Regions from separate parts of the Sus scrofa genome. Here region 2 is linked to region 1. The links are chromatin contacts, called in public HiChIP or PLAC-seq maps. All regions are on one chromosome and are shown on one strand. The core of a region is the stretch at or near the end of the contact, and the rest is flanking DNA. Distances in the headings are between cores, read along the strand shown.

The links. HiChIP or PLAC-seq counts read pairs in DNA pulled down with a chosen protein or histone mark.
Region 2: an H3K27ac HiChIP or PLAC-seq map of alveolar macrophages shows a contact between it and region 1. The contact joins two enhancer-like sites. A contact is called at or near these places in 2 of 47 Hi-C or Micro-C datasets (embryonic fibroblasts and fibroblasts) and 1 of 2 datasets of contacts at active chromatin or transcription factors (alveolar macrophages).

What each region holds. Positions count from the first base shown.
Region 1 is chr9:87,762,920-87,767,002 of Sscrofa11.1, forward strand. HDAC9 (histone deacetylase 9) reads left to right here. Exons shown (of 28, transcript XM_021102482.1): 8 at 741-867; 9 at 3,463-3,584. Among named protein-coding and RNA genes, the nearest start is that of TWIST1, 530 kb to the right of the region's middle. Within about 2 kb of position 1,527, at least 3 of the 83 cell types and tissues checked have an H3K27ac peak or open chromatin away from gene starts, as enhancers often do. A contact at or near this core is called in alveolar macrophages, where this site is marked.
Region 2 is chr9:88,002,515-88,006,501 of Sscrofa11.1, forward strand. HDAC9 (histone deacetylase 9) reads left to right here. Exons shown (of 28, transcript XM_021102482.1): 21 at 857-912; 22 at 1,157-1,244. Among named protein-coding and RNA genes, the nearest start is that of TWIST1, 290 kb to the right of the region's middle. Within about 2 kb of position 1,632, at least 10 of the 83 cell types and tissues checked have an H3K27ac peak or open chromatin away from gene starts, as enhancers often do. A contact at or near this core is called in alveolar macrophages, where this site is marked.

The DNA.
Region 1 (4,083 bases), core at 277-2,776:
TACTAAGGCAATATAGCTCTGCCATTCTGTTCAATAATAAACTTACTTCCACATTACTCCATGCCTTCCTCCTGCTCAAGTAATAATTACTTTTTAAGTCAAGCCTTGTTTCCATTTAGTTTTCAAGTAACCTAGGTAGTATTAAGATTTAAGGGAGAACACTTGTTTTGTTTTGTTTTGTTTTGTTTTAACTATCCACAAGAGGGAGACAGATCCAAATAATTCTCCTGTATGAGGTCAGCTGAAAATCAGGTCTTAGCAAGGTTTAAAATGTGATGACTTGAACTGGAATTGTCAGCGGATATTTATTTGTTTGATGCTCAAAAGAGCTTTTATAAAAAGTTAGTTTTTCAAACTAGCAACTTAGAAGACCTCATTTTAATATGTTTTATCACTTATGATCTCCCAAGATTCTTGACTTTTTAAAGGCAGTGTTTTGTTCCTCAGCAGTATTTTTTAAACCTTAGGAAAAAATTAGTATTAATTCTGGGAATCCCCCTTCTGCAAAAGCAATTAAAGAAATCATTGAAGCTCTTTTGAAAATTGGCAGTTGAAGCAGTAGTTACAAAACATTACTCTGTCACTTTCTAAAGCCTGTTTAGACTCTCATTTTGTTTTTAATAGGAAAACTTCATATGCTGTGACCAGTGCTGTTACTCCTTAATTTTTACTAAATATTCCAGAGGCATGAAAGGACAGAACCCCAAATCACCATCTGTTTCTGTATGTGTGTGTTTCAGGGGCAGTGGCAAGTACAGAAGTAAAGCAGAAGCTTCAAGAATTCCTGTTGAGTAAATCAGCAACAAAAGACACTCCAACTAATGGAAAAAATCATTCCGTGAGCCGCCATCCCAAGCTCTGGTACACGTATGTTCAGTGTTTGGCTTTATTCATTTCCAGGGATAAAGATCACAGGTTCTGAATTCAGAGGACCGGGGCACAAGTCCCTGGCCTGCCAAGTCCTCAGCTGTATGGCTGTGGGCAAGTCCCTTAAATTCTCTAAGGCTCTGTTTCTTTGTAAAAAGAGCATGATAGTAGTACCTGCCCTCTAGGGTTTCTGGGAAGGTCCTAAGGAATAATGTGGTAAAGTCCGTAACAGAGAGCAGCTCTTCAATAAATGTTAGCAAGTGTCATCTCAAGGGCTAGAAAGTATTACGTATGTTCTGTGCTGAATGAATAATTGGCAAATGTTGGGTGGGGCATAGATATTCATATTTTGCATTTTTCTATTCTCAGATGGTGCATCTGATATCTTTACAATAATTTCTGAAGATGTGGCAGGTCGAGATTTTATTTTACTTGGCTTGATGTAAGATGGAGATCTGAGTTATTTTTTTCAAGCCCAGATGGTTGACTTAATTAAAAAAAAAAAAAAAAAGGAAGGAAGACAAGGGAGGGAAAAGACGGGAGGACAGAGGAGTAACCAGCTGATGTAGGGGCTAGTTAACCCCTGCCCACCTGACCTCATTTCTTCCCACCCTGAAAAATGAGAGTAGATTGACTTCTGACACAAGCTGACAACATAATACACTTCCGTGTTACAGTTTTTTGTGCAACTATGTTTCCCCAAGTTCAGTAAAGAGATACTATGTAACACATAGTTCTTCCTTTTGTGAAATATGAAGGAGGTGGCATTTCTAAAGTCAGGAGAAAAACTGATAGTCAAAGCATATTTGGATAATAGACTAATAGATCACAGTTTCATCTCTCTTGTTTTAAAAATATATTTAGAATTTTATACTTATAATTTTTTTAATCCCTCACGTTATAAGGATAAAGAAGTAAATACTTGATTACTCTGTAATGTTGACACTTTAAGCATACTTTAAGTTTTTTAACATATTCTTTTTTAAACTATTGCTTTTCAGTTTTTAAAAAATTATGCCTTTATTTTTACAAATTTATTTATTTTATTATTTATTATTGGCCATGGTATGCAGTGGCTTGATGAGAGATCTCAGTTCCCAGACCAGGGATTGAACTCAGGCGGTGGTAGTGTAAGCACCGTGTCCTAACCACTAGTCTACCAGGGAACTCCTAAGAGTCCTATTTAAAGAGTATTGTTTTTATATTTCTATCTTAAAGTATCTTCCCTTCTCTGCGTCTAAAAAAAAGATAAATGAGGCAGATTCCAGAACGCTGTGTAAATACATTTTAATGGTTTACGTAATTTTTGCCATGCATGTCAGTTGACTTGAGGAATCAATCCCTGAAGAAAATTTCCAAATGTTCAGTCAACATCAAAGTTATTGAAAAAGAAATCATGTATTATTACCCAAAATTGCATACATAGTGTGTAACTAATTCATATCTCTTTTAAGTTAAAGCCTATTTTAAGAAAATTTAATACCTTTCTTTAAAAGTGGGAAACAGTTTTATGCAAACAACTCATCATGAAGAGTCTTTAGCCATTCCCTTGGGTATATTAGACCCATCTCTCAAATGTTACTTCGCAGTTCTTTTTTTGTACTGAACTGAACTTCAGAGGGGTCCAACTCCTGGACAGCCGTAAGTCATCAATTTATAAAATCTGAATATAATAATTTTGTGCTAGTTATAGCTAGATGAAATACCCTTAAACCAGTTAATTCTTGAGAATGTTAATTCAAATAAATAACACTAGTATAAAAATCATCCTGGTGGTGATACTGTGCCTCATCCATTGTTTTCTTCATATATAATGATTATTATAGATGTTTATATCCACTGGGTAGTCTATGTTCAGACCCAAACTGTTCTCCAGTTGCACAACTGCATCTCTTTCACTATATTAATGCAGGTAAGACAAACATTTTAAAAGATCCATTTCATACTGAAGAAGGATGTGTCTCCAGTCTTTACCTAGGGCTTCTGTGGAAGTCAGGAGACCTGGAGGCTATTGATATAGTATTGTCTCTGAGTAAAAGGCACCCTCATGTACTTCCATGTACTAACTACCAATTTTTTTTTTAATGGAGTCTTTTTTTTTCTTTTTGACTGCACCTGTGATGTGTGAAAATTCCTGGGCCAGGGATCTAACCACAGCAGTGACAATGCCAGGTCCCTAGCCCACTAAGCCACCAGGGAACTCCCTAAATGAAATCCTTCTGTTCTGCATTGTTGACTAAAAAGTATTCAGGTGATGACTTTTCCACTAATGTGACTCTTAAGAAAACACACAATAATCTCAGATATCAAAACTCAGGCTTTTGGTAAATTCTCTCCTTTGGTAAATTCTCTCCTTTGGTAATTTCTCTGTGACTATGTGACCAAAGGCACATTGGGCATCCTTAGGCATCCTGCATCATTCCATAAAATGCTGCTAAAGTCAACTGGTTACATGAGGCTGTGGTTTACACACACTAAAGAGAAAGAACATAAACACAGCTGAGACACATGTTACAGCATGTGCAACCGATTATCGCTGACCAACATGCAATAAAAACTCCAGGGCAAGTGGTGAACCCTCTTTTTCTTTTGTAGGGCTGCCCACCACACGTCATTGGATCAAAGCTCTCCACCCCTGAGTGGAACGTCTCCATCTTACAAATACACATTACCAGGAGCTCAAGATGCAAAAGATGATTTCCCCCTTCGAAAAACTGGTAAGTCAACTTCACAAGAAGACTCCACTTGCTCTTTCATAACATTCCTGTAGTTTCATTTTGCCATACCTCTAGAGGAAAGTCAGAGGATTCGAATCATAGCTATTATGTCCTCCCTACGGCTGCCCTCAGCATAAGCAAAAATGTGCATGAGTACATACAAATACACACACACACACACACACACACACACACACACTCTTATTTCTACCTCAGTTGATTCAGTATATTGTCAAAGTAGCTTTATAAATATAAAGGTTAATCACATTTGTATTTTAGACAGATTATTTTCTTATTAGTAATTAGGAGTAGAAGTAAAGAGAATTTGATTTCTCAAAACATTTAAATCTTCTCCATTCATGAGGACCTCTGTAATTTCCTTGATTTATCTGATTTTCTGTTGAACCTCAACTATTTACTGCAAAAATGAAAATAATAATCTTCTTTTCCCTCACTTTGAAAAACTTTACATTGTAATCTCTCATTAAGACACAAAAGG
Region 2 (3,987 bases), core at 382-2,881, 240 kb after region 1:
ATTGTTACGTGAAAGGTGGTGTGAACCATCTGATAAATGATTTCTTTCTTTCACGTCAAGCAACCCAACTTTTCTGAACATGCTGGTTTTGCAAGGATTTATAGTTCCCTGCCTTCATGCTGGAGTTACTTCAGCTTTCCGTGATGCATTCCAGCTAATCTGGAGGTTAAGGCGTTCCTTGATCATGGATAGATCTGATTGCTACTCAGCCCTGGAATTCTTTATAAAATTCCAGAACGTGGGCTAGAAATTGACTTAGGGAATCCAATAAAGTTGCAAGTCTTGGCAGTCATCCAAGTGAAATTTATAGACTGGAAGAAATATGGGCTTTCCATTGTTCTCTTTTTCACCTTTCTGGGGTTTCTTTTGTGTGTATGTGAGTATGTGAGTGTAAATTTATCATTTTGCTGACATTGGAGTAGAAATAATCATTGAGGGAATCCAGCTAAAGATTTTTCACTTTGGATTGTCTCTGGTCTTTCTGAACTTTGACCCAAACCTGCACTAAGAGTGAATTTATTCTCCTTTTCTAGGATGCTTGTGTCATAAAATAAGAAATTGTTCTTGAGAATGAATCATGGTAGTATAACAGCTGATGTGCTCTTTGCCAGCTAGGTACAACTCCCAAATCACTATTCTTCTGGCTCTGTGGGAACTTTCGAGACAAGATCTGAGAAAATGTGATCATATATATTGTTTCTGTTCATTCTGTGAAATGGTAATGGAGTCAAGAAAACAAGCTCTGAGGCCTTTTACAGATTTTAGTCTTTTTGTGTGTTCCTGATGCTACGTAGTACATGGAGATCCAAGCAGTTCTCTCATATCTGATCACTGAAAATCTGTCTTATTCTTACAGAATGGCTTTGCTGTTGTGAGGCCCCCAGGCCATCATGCTGAAGAATCCACAGCCATGTAAGTACCAGGGACTGTTGCCCATCTCCAAGCGCCACGGTTCCTGGCGGTCACCTGCCCCGTGCATGTCTCTGAAGCCTCTAATTGTTAGCAGATGGACTGAGAAATCTTGCGAGGTACTCCCAGAAGCAGATTTATGGCTTCAGAGATCATATAGCATTTTAAAAAATGCTCTGAACATTATTTATAATGGTTTTCCTGGCTGATTTGCTTTCTTATTTCTCTGTTCTTCTCTATTCCGCAGGGGGTTCTGCTTTTTTAATTCAGTTGCAATTACCGCCAAATACTTGAGAGACCAACTAAATATAAGCAAGATATTGATTGTAGATCTGGTATGTATTCCTGGCCAGAGCTGCATTTTCAGTGACTCTAGATAAAAGGGAGCGAATTTGTATTTCTCTGTTAGGTTGCTTTGCTTTTAGCACTTGCAAACAACTGAAGGGTGTGTTTCCTTTGAATGTGGAAACTCATTAAATTCAGAATTGCAGTTCTGAAACCATAAACATTCACGTTTCACTTTCATGGTGTTAACTGCAATTTAATGAGAAGAAGGCGCAGATCAGGGCAACTTTTATGATCCTTAAATGAATTGATACTTCCACAGTTAAAATAACCCAACAGAACCTGAATTTACTTTTCCCTACAGAATATAGACTTTAAATAGTCAGATGTGCTGGAAAGAATGCTGTTGCTTTGGTAACCAATTGGCTACTTCCCCTGGTTAGCAATCATGTTGCTTGTTGTGCAACAGTGGTATTATTAAAACAAGTCAGCATGTCATTCTTTCTGAAAAGATCTCAGATCATGTATGCCAGTTTGGGATGACTCCCGGCAGGAACCCTGAGTGATTAAAAGTCAGAGGCATTAGATTCATCTTGCATTTTAACATGATACATTCTTACACAATAGTTATAATTTGTTTAACAAATGGTTTGTTTAAATGCAGATGACACTTGGCATGTTGTCTGTAGTATATTCATGAATAATGAGCTGGAGATCTGCCCCATACCAAAGGACCAACCCAGGAAAGGGCAAAAGAGAGCTGACTGGTGATTTATGAGCCCCGTTTTCGGTTTGCCTCCAGTTCACGAGGAGGTGTAATAGGTTGTCTGACAAAGCATAGACAGGAAATGAACCCTGGCATCCAAAGCGAACCTGCTACATCTGTACTTAATTAATTTTTGCAGGTGATAAAAGATTTAAAGGCAAAATATGTTAAAAGTTTTTTTGAAGTGCAAAGCTTAATAGTCTAAATCTTGTTCATATCTGCACTCATAATTAAATCTTATTGGGAAGTCGTGGCCTCACCGTCCGGCCTTCTGATTCAGTTAAACAGGCACAGCAAAGGACAGAGAGCACAAACAAAGCCAGCTGAAGAAATACTTAGTCAAGTTAAAATAGAGATAAAAGGAACGAAAGACTGATAACCATTTCTAGTGTTTGGTAGGAACAAATGTTTTCCACATAGTGTATTTGTAGCCTTCCTGCAGGTACTTTGGTGCTGAGTACCGAGACCCAACTTCCCATGTATTTTCCAAACATGCTTAAGTTTCACTGTAGGTCACAGTTCACCATTAAAGAAATGTGTTGAAGGCCTAGATATACTACAGCAGCAAGACCTTAAAATTTTACCAAAATGAGGACATCAGTACCTATTTTCCCATGGACTTATAAAATGACATTTAAAATGATAAATAATTATTGGTTTGTATGATTTGTAAGATAGCAAATTTTTAAAATAGTTTATATACTTCTAGAACTCTAAAGTTGTGCTAGAAAGATAAGCCAAAAACTTGAAGAAAGGGTAGCAAATGAAGACCAGAGGTTGTGAGGAAATTTTTCTGTGCTTTCTAAACTTGTCAAAATTATGTAGGAAGGAGGTTGGTGAACTGTCATCCTAGCCTTAAGAATTTTTAAATATTACTTTCCGATGGTTCTGTGGAGGTAAAAACTATTAAGAGAGAGACTCTTTGAAAGCACACTTGTGGCATCTGATAGACTTGAAAGCTAAAATGCCTGACTTGTGATGGGTGGGTATTTTGTACCTCAGAGGATTTGTGTGTAAAGTTTTGTTTTTGTATATTAATAGAAGAATAAAAAGTTGCTAAAGATAATTTGATATGATTTATAAAATAAGTAGCTCCAAGGAGTATCCTGTAAGCTTATTGGCCTTTGATTATGAATTTGCTCCATTATCCTACATAAAGGATACTGATTTCCCAGCAGGCTGTCATAGAAGAGAAGTTTTTGTTTTATATTCTCCAAACATATGAGGTTCTGTCCAAAGAGTTGCTTCTGAGATCACCACCAGCCTGCATATTCTTACTTTCAAGTCTTCCAAATTCTGCAGCTGCAGGGATACTTTGAGGAAATTCCCCTGTTTCTTCCAGCTGCCGAGAAGGAAGTTTTAAAGTGCCACGTGGCTCTGAGACATCCGTTCTCCCTGGCTGACAGGTCTGTTCTGCGAGTCAGCAGAGGAGAAGTGAAGGTTCTTCAGGGGCAGAAGAACTTCATTCCTGCATATCCAAAGCCATTAACTTTAGCTAATTGGTACGAACCAACTCCACCAATTCCTGGGCCAACAGGAGGCAGAGCTACTCCATTGTACAGCAGCTAGATTCAGCATTTTTATATGCCTTGTAAGTGAAGAGTCACAGCTCTAATTCAGCCCTTATTTAAGGCCACAGCCAAATTGAGAGGCATTGAGTATTTTAGACAGGAATGATTCTAGATGATCTGTGGAACTTATTCATTCTAGTTCTTCTGGGGAAGATTCCAAAGGCATTCAGAGTGGTGAGGAGAGGGAGCAGGTGCACTTGCTTTTCAGGTTCTGAGAGACTGGCCATTGTGTTCAGAGCATGAACTTGTCCTGGAAGTAGGGTTTGCTTGCATAACTCAGGTAGCTTTTATGTAATGTGACTTTTAGTTGGAAAAAAAAAATGTTTTTAGGCTCATTTCATTTAAAAAAAAAAGACACTTCAAATGTCCTTAGATTTTAGTCAGTTCCATTTTTGGCACCAAACCTGACCAAAGAATTGTTATAAGTGCCAAGCTAAATAATTATAAGTGATAACA